Regions from separate parts of the Hordeum vulgare genome. Here region 2 is linked to region 1. Evidence: chromatin contacts called from public Hi-C data. All regions are on one chromosome and are shown on one strand. Each heading gives the region's core, a stretch centred on a gene start, on an enhancer-like site or on the middle of the called end of the contact. The rest is flanking DNA. Distances are from core to core; before and after follow the strand shown. Region 1 holds the start of LOC123444558 (ultraviolet-B receptor UVR8). Region 2 holds the start of LOC123441941.

Region 1 (5,185 bases), core at 1,946-4,445:
GCACACTTCTTGGTAATCCTCTAATGATTAGACTAACAGTGTTAAGATTACCAAGCATATCAACTTCATCATCATGAGAAGGATGTATGGGATCAATGGGAGGCACATAGGGATATTCAACATACCTGCGCAAATGGAACTCATCAAATATATCAAGCATTTCATCTTTCCATTGTCTAAAATACTCTACAACTAAAAATCCGTCAACTAGTCACATTCATCTTCCTCCAATAGGAGTTAAACCAAGGTTTTGGAGACCTTGCTCTGATACCAATTGAGGGATCAAAATAAGGTGTGTGTTCTGAGTGCTTCTCTCATGAATGAGAGGTGGGTGAAGGGGTATATATAGGTACCACACAAAATCCAACCGTTACACCCAAAGTGGCAAACTCGGTGACACCGAAGTGGGAAACTCGGTGGTACCGACATGCACTAAAAGTATGAAATTTCTAATCTCGGTGAGACCGATATATGAAACTTGGTGGCACCGAAAATGTGGCTAACGGTTAGATGGCCAAACTCAGTGGCATCGATACTCAAACTCAGAGATTCCGATTTTGTGTCACGAGGCACCAGAAAGTTGGTCACCCAAACTTGGTAGCACCGATATGGATTCGGTTGCACCGATTTGGTGGGATGGCTAGGGTTTCTATGTGAGGTCACTCGGTGGGTCCGAAATATGAAAGTTGGTGACACCGAATTTGAGTATGTGGAATTTGACAGAATGGTTATGTGGGAAAAATGACTGGGTATTTTGGTGGCCAACTTTGAGCACTTGAGCAACCAGTTCATTTTAATACCTCACCCCCTTTTAATAGTATTGGCATTCCTATGGACTCAAATGTGATTTATCACAAATATAAAATGAAGAGTCTTCTAGCTTGAAGCTTGAGCCAATCCTATTCCTTTCTTGCATCAAGGGGCATCTCCACATAAGCCTTTAGCCACATCATCCCCATGGACTGTTCTGAAATATCTAGGTAAAAGTGTTAGTCCAAGAGACAATGTATGTTGTCATGAATTATCAAAATCACCAAGGGAGCATATGTGCTTTCACGCCATCACCACACCGATCGAGCACCACCGTTGCATAGCCCGTCACGCCACCAACACACCCGCGCCCCATCACCTGTGTCGATCTGGGTCCGTGCAGCGGCGCCCCGCGAGAACGTCATGACCAGATCCAGGTCGACCGACCCGCGCTAGCCCTCCCGCATGTGGCTACGAAGATGCCATGCCGCCTCCGACGACGATCGGGCTTTGCCCGACCCCACCCTTTGTCGGCGACGAGGGGGAGCCGAAGCGAAGGAAGTGAGGTGCGGTAGACCTTGGCCCTTCCCCGATGGGAGGGATCACATCCTTACTAGAGAGGTCGGTAGGCATCTACACTCACGAGCCATTGATTGCCGCAACCCACATCATCATTGAGACAATGAGGCTGAGGGCTAGTTCTTTTGCTGGATTTTAAAATAAACTGAAATAAGTTGCCCCCTACCCAGCTTATTCTAGAAGCCCAACCAAAATTATTATTTTAGAATCCTCCTAATTAAGACTTGACTTTCAAAAATATATTTTTAATTGGGCTTTTAGAATAAGTTGCCTAGAAGCTCAAAAAAGCTAGCAAACGAACTAGCCCTCAAGGAAACTTTTTTCGATACATCGACGCTATCACCATTATTATTAACGGAACACCATTGTATAACCCTACCAAAATACCCAAAGTAAAATAAATTATAGTTCAGTTTGATAAATCAATACTTCCCCGCACCCGCCATGGGTAGAGCCGGTGAAAGAGAAGGGGCAACGACCTACGGAGAGGAGGGATAATGACACAATGGATCTAGAAAACCTAAAGAAGATCGTTTTCAATAGCAAACAATTCGTGCAATTGTGCAACTACTCAAAGAGTTTTTTTTGTTTTAAAAAATACAGTACATGAGTAGGGACTCACATACATACATATACTTGTCTTTATGCACACATATTCTTTTTTTTTTTGAGAAAACATACCAGCCACAACTTTACAAATTAAGAGGGAAGCAGTTACAATCCTCTCTGAGAATATTCCTTAAAAAGGGAGGAACATCTCCTAACTTGAAGTAGTCACCGTGTCTCCTGGCCAGAGCAGCAAGCTCATGTGGCAGCTTGTTGTTGGTTCTGTTAATAAATCTGAAAGTTACCTCCTTGAACTCCTTTTTGATGTGCTCGACATCTGCGATTAGTGGGAAGTGACAAGACTGGTTTGTCCCCTTACTGTTCAGCAGCAAAACAATAGATGCACAATCCGATTCCACATTCACTGGACCCCTGTAGTATTTGCTAAGGACTGAGAGCCCGTACAATACAGCAGCCAACTCAGCTTATTCTGGATCCGTGCATGCGTGCATTCGCTGTCCACATGCCATCGCCACCATACCTTCATGCGTTCTAACAATTATTCCTGCCGTAGTGTCACCCGTATTGGCTAGGAAAGAGGTATTTGTGTTCAGTTTCCACCAGTCTTTGTCAGGTGGTTCCCACTTGCTACTCACATCTTGCTTTTGTCCCAAGATCAGTGGAGTGCTTTGACCTGCATGTAGCGCACCACGGCCCCTGATCATCTGATCTTCCCCAGAGCGCTGCCCTTGGGGTTTCTTTCCCTCCCTTATTTCTATTCGCCTCTGGTTCACAGGATCATTCTCTTGATGGTTAGTCCACCGTCCACCCTTCGAGTGCTCCACGCACTCGTCGCCTCCCAAGCATGTTTCCTCAGCGTATTTTACTAGGAAACAAACTGATTGTCCAATCAACGACTTTCCATCTGCATGAATGCAATCATCTCGCAACCACCAAGCACGCCACATCAGGAGCAATATTCTCCTTCTGGTTTCATTATCACATTTTCCTAATAGGTTTTGTAACCAGTCTACTCCAGTAAATTATGCACACATATTCTACTAACACCCCCGATGATCTGAGTCGACGGATCTAATCTTTTGCTCTTTTCACAATCCTTAATTTCACCCCTAAAACAAAGCATATACTACAATTGCTCTGGAAGATAAGAGAGGATTAAAGTGCCCCCCTCTGTATTATCAAAAGAAAAGAAAAAAGTGTCTCCCTCTGTTATGGGACATCGTGACCATTCGCTTCTTGATCGGACGGTGTCGTCTCAGTAATTCGAGTGACACTGACACCACGGGGCAAATCGAGCCGACACAGATGACCTCTCTTCCCGAGGGCGCCATGGCGGCGGCGGCGGTGGCGGCGGCGGCTGAAGAGGAGCCGGAGGAAGCCTGGGCCTGGACCTGGGGCGCGGGCACGGACGGGCAGCTGGGGAACGGCGGCTTCCAGGACCATCATCTCCCGCAGCCGCTCCTCCTCCCGCCTCGCTGCCGCGGCCGCGTTTCCTTCATCGCCGGCGGCGGCGCCCACGCCATCGCCCTCACAAGTACGTCCTGTCTTCGTTCAGATACCCCACCTTAGTAGGATCTTTCTCCACAGAATTTGGTTAGACGAGCCTGGTCTTCGTGGTCCTCGCCGTCTAGTAATTACACGGCTCTCACATGGGTAGAAGCTGAACTCGATTGGATAACTTAGATTGGTGACGAGTTTGTGCACGACAATGGGTTTTGGCAACCATAGAATCACAGTTTCAGAGAGTTTGAGTTGTATTGCAGGTTTTCCTTCTTGTACATTCAGCTACTTGCCTGCCTACTTCTAGGTCCCTGTGTCCCATGACTCTTGTCTGGACATCCTCATCCGTCATCTCGTTCCTTGAGCTGGATTTGCATATGCATATTCATTGTGGACTTATATGATAGCCACGCTGTTCGGTAGGAATAGAGTTCTACCGCACAGTTTTAGAACTGTCTCCTTGTCCAACTTGGCAATACAAGCGAGGATCTTATATCCACAGTTTCATACGGTGATACAACATTGTGTTGTTCAGTGATCAAGTTGCTATTCAGTTCAGTGACCAAGTTGTTATTCGGCTCAGTGATCAAGTTGCTTTTCAGTTCAAGTCCGCTTTCCATCTTGGCGAGTAAGTCCGCTTTCCATCTTGGCGAGTAGGAATGATTAAAGCATTTTGACACGCTTATCTCTCCCTGGACATTTTAATTGTCAACATACTTTGTCTGTTGAAGATGATCTGTTGACTTGGAGTTGGAGGCAACCGTATCTTGTTGCCTCGCTGTGCCATTTTTACCAGCGACTTAAGAAAAACTTGTCTATGCATCAGAGGCCATTTTCCCCTCCCCCTCAAAAAAAAAAAGAGAGGACATTTCCCCCTCATTGATGTCGGACTAGACCAATATGGGTTAGTTTTCTGAAAATCTTTGCTCAACATTTCAGGTGATGGTGAAGTATTTACTTGGGGCAGAGGTACCCATGGTCAGCTTGGCCATGGAAACCTAGAGAACATCGCTCATCCAAAGTTCGTTAAGTTCTTTGAAAACTACACAGTAACCTGTGTGTCTACTGGATGGAACCATTCTGGATTTGCTACAGGTCTCCAAATTCTGAACCACTCATTTATGTTTTACTTCCATTTTGCTCTTAACGTCTCATGACAGACTGTTTCTTATTTTGTTTGCTTTGGAGCTGTTGTCTTATTTTGTTTGGAAAGTGAATTATCACTGATGATCTTTGCTGTGATGTTTCTAGTTGTTATTTTCAGATTCTGGACAACTCTTCATGTGCGGAGATGGCTCATTTGGACAGCTTGGCACCGGTGATAATCAGTCAAGGAACTTGCCATTTGAAGTGTCATCCTTTACCACAAAGCATGTCGAGAAGCTTGCATTTGGGATGCGTCATTCTCTTGTCCTATTGAAAGGTAGGTAGAATTGCGAGTTTGTGACAGACTATTAACGTACACATTAATTTATAAGAAAACGCTTGTTCATGAAACAACACAAATTTACGCTGGTAGTACCTTTTCCATAACAACTTGATCAGTAATATTTCTAGTCCCTGGCAACACCTAAGATCTATGGCGACTCATTTATGCCTTCCCTAAGGTTCTGACATCCGCATGGGAGTACAATCAATATCTCGGTATCCTGTTTTTATGGGGAAAACAGGGCAGCAACTTGCTGAAAATTATGAAAAGCAAAAAATCTATAAATGAAGCTATTAAACAACAACAAAGCCTTTCAGTCCCAAACATGTTGGGGTAGGCCAGAGCTGAAGCCCATAAGAT
Region 2 (5,415 bases), core at 567-3,066, 320 kb before region 1:
CACCAAATCCGACGGGCTAACCTTAAAGACCAAGTCAACCCATTCGTACTGCCAAAGGGCCAGGGCCGTCGCAGTTGGACACTGCATATTGCAATTCTGCATACGTTCGGAAGACGTACCCAGGCCCAATCCATGATAGAGCACCCGCACCGAACTAAGCCGATGTGCACACGACCCGGTCAGTCGAGAGAACCTATCACCGAGCGAGTCATACTCTACGACCAACGGAGGAGGGAGGAAGGAGTGGGGCTTACGAGCAGAGCGGCAGGCTCGCCGGCTTGTGCGCCGCCGCGACGGCGCCGTCCCGCTTCCGTCCCTCCCGCTTCGCCTTGTCCTTCCCGCCGGCTCGCCGCAGCCTCGCCTTCCTGTTCATGCTGCCACGTCCTCCAGAATCAGTAACAGAAACTGTAGGTCGTTTGATTGAATCGAATCCAAAAGTACTGCACTCACTGGATGCCGCAGCCGTCCATGCCGGGGCACACGGGCGTCGCGTCCCGCCACCCGTCGTCGTCGTCGTCGTCTCGGCCGGCGCCGCTCCGCCGAGGGAGCGCGACGGGCTGCAGCGCAGCGGCGTCCACGGAGTCGGCCGCGCCGCACGTCAGGATGCTGTGGAGAACCCGCGCCACGCGCATCCTCGGCGCCCTCCCCGCGGCCGGCTGCTGCTTCTTGCCGCCCGGCGCCGCCGCCCGCACCACCAACGCCTGCTGATCGATGGCCGCACTTCTCGTGGCCTCCTGCTGCCGCCGCTTTCGCTCCTGAAGGTCCAGCGGCAGGACGATCCTGAAACGCGCCGCCTCGCCCTCGCTGCTCGGCGAGTCCTGGTCGACCGGCGGCGGCGGCTTCGGGGAGTTCTCGTCGGAGTCCGGCGCCACCTGGAGCTCCTCCTCGACCTGCTTCTGATCGCAGGGCAAAACCTTCCGGCCCTTCTCTTCTCTCCCGTCCAGTTTCTTCTCGTCTGCGCAAGGAGGAGGAGGAGTTCCTCGCACGTCGCAGCCCTTGAGCACGTACTCGTTGTCAGAGATGGGCGTGATGAGGTCATCGTCCATTAGGTCCTGCCATACGTACCCAGCCTTGTACTTCCTGCACTTCAACAGGCCATTATTAATGGCGAGAATCAATTAACGGAAACAGCTACTAATCAAATCAACGGGGCATAAAACATTGCCGAAATAAAAAGTCAGAAACGATTGCACCCCAAAAATTAGTTAATCGCTTACCTTTTGTAAGCCCAGGAGAAGTTGTCCTGCATGTCCTTGCCGCGGACCTCCGAGAGCCACCGCTTCACATCTGAATTGTAATCGACGGCAAGTACGCCATTGCGATCAGCCGCATGCAAAATGGATCGATAAGAAGAGGAGGAGGCAGTGGGTAGGCACGTACCACGGAGGCGAACGCCGGAGCGGTGTAGGTGGTTGATGCGGAAGAGGTGGGGGTGGTCCGTCCTGCCGCCGCGGCTCAAGAAGTACACCACGTTGATCCTCCTGACCTCGCCGGCGCCACCCGCCTTGTTGTAGGAGTCGTCCATGCCCTTCTCCATCGACGACGACAAGGCAAAAGGAACAAGGAGGAGCGCGATGTCACCAAAGCTACAGCCACGACGATCTATTTAAGACGTACGCCGTGCGGTGGATCTTTGGGAAAACACTTGTTATGTGCAAGCCGGCCGGCAGTGAGACTGAGAGGGAGGACGGCCGCGCGCCGGCGTGCGACGATCAGTTCGAGGATCAAGCGACGCTCCCGTGGCTCGAGACGTTAGCGTCGCGTTGGACGCCTCACTGACCGAGTCGCCCTCCTGAGATGGATAGTTTAGGTTCGGGAATCTCTCGCGGCCGAGGATTGCAATGGGGGAAACTAGTATTTATATGGAGAAGATGAGGGAGGCTGGCCCTAGACCTTCGTCTGGTGATGGATGTGATGGCCCACCTCGTAGGTACTTATGGGAAGGAATAATCGCCATTCAAGACCGTGCCACATTCCTTACTTAAAATATTTTTTTCACTGGTGAAGTTGGAGTTTAATAACTCATCTTGTCGTTGCATTTTTTTTTTTGTTGTTGTTGTTGCTTGGTTTGAGGATTGCTTGTCAGTTGTCACGCCAAGCACGCGCTATGTTTTTTTTCTAACACCTTACGATCAAAGTAGTTCACATATACAAACATATATTCATCCTTATAAACACACTCTCGCACATGTTATTTTTGTGAACACCTTTTAAGTCGATATAACATCTTGAGATTTTTAAAAATTATCACAAATGTCTTACAGTGACGAAACATGGACTCTCATAAAAGGAACATCCCTGGAAGTCTAAAATAAAAACAGTATGTTGCATGATTGAAACTAACCGATCATGAATTTTTCTTTTCTTTTAACATAAACAAAAAGATCGACATGGCGACAGTCCAAATAAATTTTCATTACAAGTTTCTTTTAACATAATACAGACGCAAAAAATTATACATGCCCTACATACATGCGTACACTCATCTTTATGAGCACCTTCCAAGACTGACATTGCGAGTTCGTAAGTTCTGACAATAGCACTACTGTAGTGACCTGTCGACTGTATGTATCCCTCGGAGCATATCCTTAAAGCATCTCCAACAGACGCGTCAAATAAAACGTGCACACGTGAAAAACAACGATTTTTATGCGTGAGCATCCGCGCGGCGCGCTCCATCGGGCGCGGCAAAAAGTGGCGCACAAAAAAATCCGAACGCGCGGGAAAAGGGGGGCAGTTTTGGCGCGTGCACTATAAAGCGAGCGTCACTCCAAGCGTACTTTCCACCGCTCTACCTCACCATACGCCCTTTCCTCGCTCTGCCTCGCCACGCGCCCTCTCCGTCGCTCTTCCTTCTCGCCTTGCCGCCACCGTGTCTCCATGGCGCCGCGCCGCCGGGGAAGCTCGGGCTACCGCGGCATTCACGCGCGCCCTTCCGGCATATTCTTCGCCGATATCTGCTCCGGCGAGATGCGCCTCGGCCTCGGCATGTTCGACAACGCCGCCGATGACACCCGCGCGTACGACGCGACGCCATGGCGCCTCTGACGGCCTCGTAGGGAGATGAATTTCTCCGAGGTGATGACGCGGACTGGGCGCAGCGGCTCGCGCCTCCCCCATGACTAGTCACTTAAGAGGACCGCCGCAAGAACCGGAGGCGGGAGAGCCGTCTCGGCATCGCTCAGATGGACGAGCATGCCATGACGGTGTGGCTCCAAATGTTCCCACATGACGTCCTCGACGAACGCGAATTCTTTTCGTAAAGGAGGGCGGAGAGAAGGGCGGAGCGAGCCGCCTATCACGAGGACAGTCGTATGTGAGGACAGCCTCTTGAACATTGAGCTCGAAGAAACGTCGACCTAGGACTCCGACGATGAACGGTGGACTGACGCCTTCATCACGACGGATGAGTCGGAGGAGGACACCGGCGAGTCAGGGGAGGACGACGAGGAGTAGTTTTTTTTAATCATTTTTATGTATTAATTATATTTTTATCTATGAACTATTGACGATGAGTAGTTTCTATCTATAAACTATGGTTGAAATATGAGCGGCACGCTGTACTTCTAGCGCGCTTGTTGAAGCGTTACATCGGCGCGTTAAAATTTACAACGTCGGATGAAACAACTACCTATTCAGACCAAAAAAAACTTACACGTGCTGTAAAAAAAATTACATGTTGCGCGTGTGCACGTCTGTTGAAGATACTCTTAGTAAATTCAGTACGTTCCTCCTTCCTTCCAACTCCGTAAGTTCCAAAGATAGTACTACGGCATTGACCTGACGAATGAGGATGAGGATGACCTTGGTAATTCAGCATCTACCGAGCAGCAGAATTATCCCTCTTCAGACTTCAGACTGGCCAAATGCACAATGCACCGTCTCTCTTCCCTCAAAACAATTAAGAACTGCACTTGCACCCCTGGGAGCTTCTGCCTCTGCTACCGACTGTTTTGGTCCTTTTGGAAGCCTGTAACTGGGTCGTAGCTACTCGTAAGCCTGCCATTTGTCCACTACTTTTCCACCTAGCAGCCTGCTCGACCATCAGACCCAAAGGAAAACTATCTGGCCACTTATCGCACGGCAGCGTTGTTGAGTTTACTTTAAACACAGTACAAGCAAAACCATTGATATACAATAAACGCATACATGCGCACCTCACCGGTATGAGTAACTTTAAAAGACTGAAAATTTTAAAATTTTACGAAGCCATCGAAAACGACCGTAACTTTATCTCTCACTAATCAAATATCATCGAAATACTAAAATAAATTTAAAAATAATGCGAGCATCAATATAAGTTTAGGACTAGCTCGATGAACTAAGAATATCACAGCTTTCCTAACCATTCAATCATAGATTGATTTGCGTTCGTCATGCGTTTCGATAATTATATTCCTTTTTTGAGATCCTGTTATGTTTGGTGTTTGTACCTGTATTGCCTGTTTCCGTCAAAATAATTATATTCCTTCACAGGCTTGCCACGGTACGCAATTCCATTTTCCATCATAAAATGAGTTCCGAATTATCTTTCTTATAATGCTTCCTCGCTTGGACTTCGTGTTTCTTAATAAATATTGGGTTAACCTAACGACGTGTTGGTAGGTACATGTCGATGCCGACGGTTGCAACAGCTTTACGGTGTACTGCACCGTCGCTTTCTAGCTACTTTTAAATAACTCTACTCCATATAGGAGGACCACGGGCTAAGCCGAGTACCGATTTGCAGCGACTATACAAAACGAAGAATAAATGAATAATGCCTAGATAATCGTTGTTGGCACGCGGGCAGTGACAGGTTTCCTCGGTATTAGGCTGGTCACAGTGAGAAGTATCATATGATACTATTATATCATACTCTCTCCGTCATAATTTATAAGACATGCGCGTATATTCAGGTCATCAATTTGACTTATATAAAATATTTTGTTTAATATAAAAATTATATCATTAGAAAATAAAACATCTAAAGTTTTTATTGATATATTTTTTGTAATATATGTCTTTCATTAAGTTGGTCAAATTGACGGCCTAGATACACATGTCGGACTTATAAACTGAAACGGAGGGAGTGCTATCTCTATAAGAGCAAGTACAATAGTATAGCCAGCTGCTGGCTATAAGCAATTGCCATGTCATCTATAGTCCATCTTATAACCAACATGTACAATAGTTCATTGCAAAAGTGTACCACTTCTTTATTATGTGGTCTACCTTTCATACTCACAAAATGTCTAGGAGCACGTGCTAGAGCTGGCTCTTAGCTAAGAGCCCGCTTACCTTCTCTCTCCTCTTCTCTTTCCTCTAACTAAACAAAAATATATTAGTTTATTCCTTATAGCCAGCTGACTCAGCTCTATTGTACTTGCTCTAATGCATATTATCATAAACTAGTATCATAGATGACCTCATTTA

The links. A called contact is a pair of places that touch in the nucleus more often than the background predicts.
Region 2: a contact with region 1 is called in a Hi-C map of seedling, with 5 times the contacts expected there. The contact joins the promoter of LOC123441941 here to the promoter of LOC123444558 in region 1. A contact is called at or near these places in 2 of 6 Hi-C or Micro-C datasets (leaf and seedling) and 1 of 1 datasets of contacts at active chromatin or transcription factors (embryo).

Annotation. Positions count from the first base shown.
Region 1 is chr3H:508,820,356-508,825,540 of MorexV3_pseudomolecules_assembly, reverse strand. LOC123444558 (ultraviolet-B receptor UVR8) reads left to right here and starts at 3,195. Exons shown (of 8, transcript XM_045121326.1): 1 at 3,195-3,430; 2 at 4,336-4,491; 3 at 4,661-4,819. The coding sequence starts at 3,202.
Region 2 is chr3H:509,137,574-509,142,988 of MorexV3_pseudomolecules_assembly, reverse strand. LOC123441941 reads right to left here and starts at 1,816. Exons shown (of 5, transcript XM_045118105.1): 1 at 1,381-1,816; 2 at 1,218-1,287; 3 at 598-1,080; 4 at 255-557. The coding sequence starts at 1,537.